2 separate regions of the Athene noctua genome follow, and region 2 is linked to region 1. Evidence: chromatin contacts called from public Hi-C data. All regions are on one chromosome and are shown on one strand. Each heading gives the region's core, a stretch centred on a gene start, on an enhancer-like site or on the middle of the called end of the contact. The rest is flanking DNA. Distances are from core to core; before and after follow the strand shown.

What was found. Hi-C and Micro-C count contacts between places; a contact is called where the count stands out from the background.
Region 2: a contact with region 1 is called in a Hi-C map of liver, with 2.9 times the contacts expected there. The contact joins the promoter of LCORL here to the promoter of LAP3 in region 1. A contact is called at or near these places in 2 of 2 Hi-C or Micro-C datasets (heart and liver).

The regions. Positions count from the first base shown.
Region 1 is chr4:17,839,480-17,843,744 of bAthNoc1.hap1.1, forward strand. LAP3 (leucine aminopeptidase 3) reads left to right here and starts at 2,090. Exons shown (of 12, transcript XM_074903776.1): 1 at 2,090-2,298; 2 at 2,861-2,976; 3 at 3,298-3,352. The coding sequence starts at 2,101.
Region 2 is chr4:18,025,134-18,029,398 of bAthNoc1.hap1.1, forward strand. LCORL (ligand dependent nuclear receptor corepressor like) reads right to left here and starts at 2,458. Exons shown (of 9, transcript XM_074904572.1): 1 at 2,306-2,458. The coding sequence starts at 2,453.

The sequences.
Region 1 (4,265 bases), core at 840-3,339:
ACTATGTGCATGTATTACAACACATTTTTTATACTGCTAATGAACTGCTTTAATGCCCCTCCAACTTCCCCCAAAAACTAGTTACTAAGAGCCATGTGACTACTTAGGTAAGGACAAGATTAAAGATTTGTTAGACTAGTTTCCTAGACAGGTCACAGTAGCTCTGAAAGAAAAACATTTGAGTACACTGTGCAGATAAAGAGGGATAGCTAGGCTGATCAACTTTTTAATTTCTTGGTTTGAATCTATGCAACAATGAAGCATACTCGGCAATAACGGTCCAAGAGAAGATTTCTCGCAGCAGAGGTATGAAGTATTATTGTGGGATACTGTAGCTGCATGAGCTGAATGACCAAAAAACATTATCACCGAATGGTTGTTTTGTGACTTGTGAGAAAATAGTGTTTTCAGTTCACTTTAGAGCGAACAGAAGTATTACCATGCATGAATTAAACTGAACGAAACAGATATAAGGCTAAAAACCCTTTCAGCTGCACAGGTTGTCTCAGTTTAAGCACTGCTAAGACACAGCAATGGGACAATGCATAGAATCTTCGCCCTAGGAAAAAAGGGTTAAATGAAATCTTGCACAGTTAAGATGTACACAAAGCACACCTTAAAGTTAACAATAGGTAAGTCTATCACTTAGACCTTTTCAGCTTTCCCTTGTACATCATAAAATACTTTCAAAAAATGTGGAACTTGATGTGTGATCTACTTAATTTACACATTTTCATTTTAGTTACGCTTCACATAGTGTATCTGACCATATGCATGCTCAGCATGTGGAAATGAAGACTTCCTTGGGGGTACTTTTGAAAATTTGAAATCCCAGATGACAACATTCATGAGAAATATCTTCTCAGAGCTTTGAAGAGATTATGGGTCAAATCCTATCCCTCCATAAAATTAAACACAACTTCATATACCCTGAAAATGTCTGCTTAATTTGTAGATGCAGAATATATAGAAGCTCCATGCAGAGGTGGAGAAGCTAAGGAGCCATTCTTCAAAGAACTAAGAAACCATTCTAAGAGCCTCTCCAAAATAAATGAAGCTAAAAACTAACTACCATCTTGATTCTTTAAATAATGTTATGGTTTAATGTTAAAAAATTTAATTTTACAACATAAATCAAAATAGATGCAATTTCCCCCATCGTCTCTGAGTGCCACTGTTCTTCACAAGACATGTTATCTCTTTCTGTACCATTTCATGGGAAAAGTGGTTAGGTGGGAACTGCAATATACTGCTAGGGAACAGGCCCAGCTACTGCTCTTCCTAGTGTTCTGCTGATGAAACAATGTAAATTCAGTTAGAGATGTATGGAAAAGCAAACTAATTGTTATACATAGTGTCACAAAGTGTTAGAATCTGAGACATGAAAGCAAATTACTTATAACCTATGTTTCACATTTCTAAAAAAAAAAAAAAAAAAAAAAGGGATCCCTTGTCATTAAAATCTGGTGAGTGTTCAGTGCCACTGAAACTCTGGCTTTTCGTACTGATGATACAATAAATGTCAGCAAACTCCAAGCAGTTCTTTTGCTAGAGAAGCATGAATCTACTGACATTACACTAATGGCCCAGTATTTTGGTGTGAATTTTCCTGATACAATATAACCACAGTCATTCACACCGGTCTTTTATTTTCATTTATCACTTTTTTTTTTTTTTTTTTTTTAAATTTCACTCTGGCATTGTTACTGCTTTCTCTTAGAACTTGATCAACTCTTCCTCGACAGACATGGTGATACTATACGAGTAAACCATCATCCTCCATGGAAATTAACGTAAGTCTGTTGAGTTTGCATTTGCAATGAAGCTTTTATTCTTCTTTCATACCGAATTTACACTTTAATCTTCAATACGCAAGTTGAACGTGCCGTTTGCATACCAGGACTGTGTTTTTAAATCTGTGACGAGCCCACAAGAGGAGTTGTTTCAGCCCCGCACCACGCGCGAATACTTACGTAGAGCGCGCCGCGGGCGGGCAGAAAGGCGGAGCCCGCCCCAGCGCCGCGCCCGGAGCCGCCTCCGACGCTGCGCTGACGCCTCGGCCCCGCCCCCCGCCGGCCCCGCCCCGCGCGGCGCCGCCTGATGAGGCCGCCAGCGCGCCGGGCTCGGGGCCGGCCCGTTCCGTTCCGCGCTGTGCCGCCGCGCCGGGTGCCCGCCATGCTGCTGCGCTGCGTGCGGAGGGTGCCTGTGCGCCGCCTCCGCCGTGCTCTGCCCCTGGCCTGCAGCTGCTCGGCGCAGGGACCCTCGCCGCGGGGCTACAGCCGTGGGGCGGGCGGGAAGGTGAGGGGTGGCGGGGGCCGTGGGCTGACCTGGAGTCGCCGAGTGCCCCCCGGCCCGGCCTGGCGCTTGAACTCGTGAACCGGGCGGTGTCGGGGCGGGCGCCGTGCCCGGCGGGAGGCTGCGCCCCGGGGACGTTCCCCGCCGGGCTCCCGCCCTGCCCCGGCGCCTCGCTGCCTGCCGGTGGGCTCGGGCGGGGAGCGGCGCGGCTGCCCGCCGCGCTCACGTGGGTGCGACTGGCTGGGCGTCTGCGGGTGGGGAGGGGGGAAAAAAACCCCAAAGGCTCTTTTGTACTTAAAATTACAGGTTGAAAGAGTTTTTGTCTCTCCGTGTGAAGCAAAATGATTATAACTCTAGTCATACTGCATCTAATTCCTTTTCCAAGCCAAGTCGTTGTAGTTTATCCTGGTTTACCAAAGTGTCGCTCTGCATCACGTGGGATAAATACATCAACTGGGATGGATACATAGGGCAGCAGCCGCGGTTTGAACAGGGTGCTTGCCGCCTTTCAGATGGGTCTCTACCTTCCATGGTGTTTATATTAACACATGTCCTCCTTTTTTAGGGTCTCGTTCTGGGAATCTACTCAAGTGAAAAGGATGAAGGTGCTGCCCAGTTCACTAGTGCAGGAGATGCTTTCGATAGACTTGTGTCTGGAAAGTTGAGGGAACTTCTGTCCCTGTAAGTGTGTGTAAGCTGCTGAAATGGATTAAAGTACCTGCAAACACCAGTAAGAATGGTCTCTTGTATCACTATTAGTCTTTGTGTCCATGCCACTTCTCAGGCTGGTATTTGCTTCTACCAGGCCAAGCAGTTTGGAGGTGAGCTCCTCTGGACGAGTGAAGCACTGAGGAAACAGGCAAAATGTTCATGGGCACTGTGCTTTTCTTTGAATCGGCACTGAGCCAAACATCTCAGAGCACTGTGGTTGTGGACTGAACATTGTACCATAAGATTTATCACTGATAAGGACTTTACTGAAAGAATCTCTTTGTGTCCTAGGTGTGGGCCACCTTTGAAAAAAGGCAAAACACGCATATTCCATGGTTTGCATCAGGTATAAACTTGGGATTTTTGTCTGCATGTTGACTAATGTCTGAGGTTTGGCTTGCATCTTATTTGAAGCTGAGTTCTCTGCCGTGCTTGTATAAATGCTTTGCTCTTCTTCCCCCCTCTCAACAAAAGATGTGAGTTTTGTTGAAATCTCCTGCTCTGTGCTCCCCATGTTTTCATGGCCTTTTTCACAGTCCTGTGCTCCTTCTGCAAGATGTAAACAAGTCTGCTCCAAAGGTGCTGTGCTCTGAGTAACTGCTTACTGAATGAGCTGAAGCACGACTGTTTTGGATCAGACTTCTACTGTGCCTCCTGTTACTGTGTTCAGGAGGAGTGAGTGCATGAGTGTGTACTGGTATGTGCAAAGACCTTCAGATGTATCAGTTCTAACACAGTGTAGTCCCATCACAGGCTTTAATCAGAGGTTTTAAAGTTGTGTGCTTGAAGCCTCTGAAAACAAGACATGGGACTGTTCTTCAAGCAGGACTTTTGTCTGCACAGACACCATATATCACAAGGGTACGAGACTGGGATTTGTCTGCTTAAGTTAGGTTTTTGGTGCCATTTGAGAAGCCCTGATACATCTATAAGGCACCTACGTGGAGCTGGCAAATATGGTACAATTTGTGCCTTTTTGGAGTAGTAGCTAGAGGCTAGGCAGATGTAATATGACACGTAGGATTCGGTTACTTGGACAGGAACACCTAATTAGGGCTATTTAAATGATTGTAAATAAATTAGTTTGTAGTGAGGGTTGCCTACGGTGTGTCGATTCGCGTGCAGAGACCCCAGACAGGTGACACTGGACTCAGTGGAAAGGCTCTCAGAAATTTCATAGCAGTTGAGTTCATTGAAAGTCCCATTATCCCAGTTCTGCATACAGCATGGCTTCTGGGGCAAGTAGCAAATCCCTGCAA
Region 2 (4,265 bases), core at 1,208-3,707, 190 kb after region 1:
CTTTACTACAAATATACGATTCCTAAGAAGGGTGAAAAAAGAAAAAAATGTTATGTCAAATCCATCATATTCACCACTCCCCTTCCCACTACGTTGCCATTTCAGCCGTCAACCAGACAATTGTTCAGATCATCCAGTTAATACTAACTTTAGCTAGACTCTTCAAATCCTTAGGAATACTATGCTGAGTGAGAATAATTACCCATTTTTACTTTGGATTTTAATTTGAGCTAATGGAGGAAGTTATTTTACAGAAGTTAATGCTAAGGAGTTTCTAATTTCAAAGGAGTAAAGAAAAAACATCCCAAACCTCTTACGGGTACTCTACCTCCGTTATCTTGACTACTCACTTTCTGCCCACTTTGTTTACACTTTCTCTCAGATAAGGGCTGCTTAACAGGCACACCAAGTAACAGTTCTTAACTAAGACAGCTCTTGACTAACTATTGAACTACAACCAATGTCCTTCCTCCTCAGCAGTTGCTAATCATTTCAGAGCTTCTTTCTATTAACTGAATTTTGCATCACGAACATACAAGGAAATCACATCCTACATAACTTTTATTCCAGGGAGGAGAAAAGCGACATCACAACGCAATCAGTGTAAAGTGTAAGTCATTATGTTATGGTTTTATACTTTGCAATTCTCAGTGAAAGAGCAACCTAAAAAATAACTTTGAAGTTCCCTAAACACAACAGGTCTGCCCAGCAGAGGACCCAACATATGGCGAATTTTTGTCTTACAGAGCATTCATTACATTTCTTTGTAGTCCTTGTCAGTGTTGATCGTGCTGTGCAACTGTGTTCCCCAAACACATCTGCAAGCACACCATTACCACCTGAAAGCCCTTCAGTTGTCAATTGTCAAGCAGACTCTTAGGATTTTAGTTTAAATTTAAAACTGAAATGCCATTACATAACAGGCAGCCAGAGGAACAGACATTTATACACTGTGAGAGCCATCAGTCTATCAGATTTAACAGTTTATTGCTATGCCAATAAACTAGCTCTCCCTACGTATTCTAATTAAACTGCATTCTTTCCTCAAGAAGCATTAGCGTATGGAAATACATAAACATTGTCTTCCCAAACAGTATTATAACTTGAAGGATTAAGAAAATGGCGCGAGCGGACACAGGTATCATGATATGCACACAGGTGTTATAACAGGTATTAACAGTGTTATTGAGGCAACAGAGTAAGAACAAGCAGCATATGTGCATGAAGCAGCTACCAAGTTACTGGAAATATGTAACAAGCCTCACAAACCCGGACAAAGCTAATCTCCTGTAATTATAGATGGAGCTCCTTGTTAAGCATTTACTTCTTACTTTGATCTCGTCTCGAGCACACGCAGAAACACCGACTGAACTGCTGCTTACCCTCCCGGTCACATCCAGCGGTGCTTCCACCGCTCAGCCGTGAGGGAGGGTCAGTCCCGACACTAGCACACTACCTGACGATTTTATCTATTTCCCTCCGAAGGGAAGCGGCTGTTGAAGCGATACAAACAAGCAGCTCCCGGCACCGAAGCCCTCACCCCGCGCCCAGGTCGCGGCGGGGCCGAGGGCAGCGGCGCCGTCCCCCGGCGGGGCTCCCCCCGCGCGCCAACGCCGCCGAGAGGCGACACGCAGGGGGGTGTCACGTGACCGCGGGGACACGGACGACGGACGCCCCGGCGGCACGAGAGCCACGGGGGCAGCCCGCGGGGCGGGGGGGGGGGAGCGCGAGGGGAGAACTGCCGTCGCCATGACAACTTCCAGGGGGAGGGAAAACTTCAAATCCCAACCGTCAGTGCAGGAACGGCGCCCTCTTAAAGGCGCACACACACACACACACAGAGGCGGGCTCCCTCCCTCCCTCCCCCCTCCGCCCCCCAGGCACTGGCGATGGAGGAGGAGAGGAGGGGGGCAGCCACCGGCACTCGCCGCGCCAACGACGAGAAGCCGAGACAAAAGGACCCGAGCCGAGAAAGGGTCTCGGCCGGCGGCGAAGGGAGGGACCGAGCGGCCCCAGCCGACGCCGTAGCACCCACCCTCCGCTGCCCGGAGGCGGCTGAGGACCTTCGCTCTCCCCCACAGACCCCGTCTCCGCTTCCGCCCTCCGAGAAAGCCGCCGGAGCCGCTCCTCCATCCTCGCTCCCCCCCACCAACCCCCCCACCCGAGAGACCCGTGCTCAGGGCGCCTCGCCCGCTCCCCCCCGCGCAGACCCCGCTTCCCGCCCGGCCACCCCTTCCCTCAGGAGCCCCGCTGCCCGGTCCCCCCCACCACGGCCGGGATAGCCCGTCGCCCCCCCGTCTCTTACCCACACAGTGCATGAGCCGGTGCCGCCAGGAGTCGAGTTCTCGGCGGACTCCCCTGCGCTCCGCCGTGCAGCGGGGGCTCCGGCACTGGGAGGCGGCGGCAGGAGGAGCGGGAGCCGCGGCGGCCATTCTGTCTGTTCCCTTTTCCATCTGCCTCTGACCTCACGCCCGCTCATTTACATACGAGCGCGCGCTCCCCCGGCTCCTCTCCCTCCCCCCCACCCCCCTTTGCCTCGTCGAGCGCGTGCCCGAGCCCCCCCCGCCCCCCCCGCCCAGCATCCGGGGCGGGGAGCGCGCGCCGCCTGGCGGGGTGACGGACACGTGTCCCCGCTCCCCGCGGCGCCCCCGCCCCGCCCCGCCGCGGCCCCCCGGGCCCCGGCCCCCCGCGCCGGCAGCGGCCGGGTCGGTACCCGGGCCCGCCGCGCCCTGCCCCCCCCCGCCCCGGGTCCCATCGGTGTCCCCCGGCCTACAGCTCCCGCAGGGCCGCGCGCCGCCCGCCCAGCCCAGCCGGGGCCGGCGGCAGCAGCGCACGCCGGGAGCTGTAGTTGGCGGAGGGCGGGGGACCGGCCCCCACCCTGGCGCTTTCCCCGCCGCGCTTCCGATGGCTCCGCGCTGCCTGAGCTCCGCACCGCAGGGCGGCTCTCGCCCCGCGCCTCTCAGCACCGCAGCAGCTCGGGCAGAAGCAGCTCCGGGTTAAGAGGATCTCAAAACCCGGCGCAGCTCTCGCCCTCGTCCCATGCTCCTCACCCCCCCCCTCCCCCCCGGGGGCTGCTTGGAGCGGAGCTCCTTCGTGGCCCGCGGGCCCCCCGCAGCCTCCTCCGCCTCCATTCCCCCCGCGGGCTGCTGCCCATCATGGCAGCCCGTTCCCCCGGGCGTCCCTTACTCCACCACCTGCACGGACGGGGCTGTCACACGAGGGAAGGCACAATGCTAAGCTGGCCACAATGCTAACTAGCTGGCCACATTCACTCTGTATGGCGATTTCCCAGAGTTCTGTAAACTACTGCTCAGTTCACGAGTCTCTTTCTAACGGCTTTGCTGCCATCCCTCTTTTTATAAGGGTGTTGATAGGACAGGGAGGCGACATGGGGACCGGTGCCACACGGAACACAGCATTATCTCCCACCACCTCTTTGGAAAACACTAGCATGGAACTATCTACCTACGAATGACTTCGGAACCTAAAGTCAGATTAAGATAACTGCAAGAAATTTAACACACGAATGTCAGATTGGATTATTTGGAGCATCTGACAACAGCTTGGACAGTCGGTTTTGCTGCTCTGCACAGAGTCAGCTCCATGCTATACCTCCAGACTCCAGCACAAGACAGACATCCCTCAGCACCAGTCTAATGTGACAGTTGCCACCCGTGCCTTGCAAGAGAGCAATTAGCAGTCTTGAATTCCCCAGACAGAAAAATCAAGATATTGCTGTTTTCTCAGATCCTGGTGTGTCTTTGACTGCCTCCTCCTCCCCCATGCTCCCCTTCTCTCTCTAAGCATGCAGCATTACTTCAGCAAGAAATGGCATTTCCTGTGCCTATTCGCAGGTTGTGATAGAAAACAGGATTTTGTAAGGCCATAGAAAACAAGACACCCTTGCTTCTCCCCTTCTTCCCCCATAAGGGTTGAAGGAGCAGTGCTGGAAAGAATCATGTCACCCCTAACCATGCACAATTTTTTTCTTGTGCTAGAGCAGAGCAGATGAGCAGAGTTAACAACAGCGATACTGTGTCAAAGCTGCAGAGTAGCTTCAATTTTGTATAAAGAACGGGAAGCCTTTCCCCACTCATTCATCCCTCTATGTATCTGTGTAGAGCGTCAGTGCAACCAGAAGCAGGGTTATTTAAGAATGGAGCCCCTACTACCTTTCAGTAGATCATTTCAGGATAATGGCAAGACTGGACGTGCAGGTGAAAAGGCAGCCTACTGCTTCTTCTACTTTTCATCATGGCAGCCAG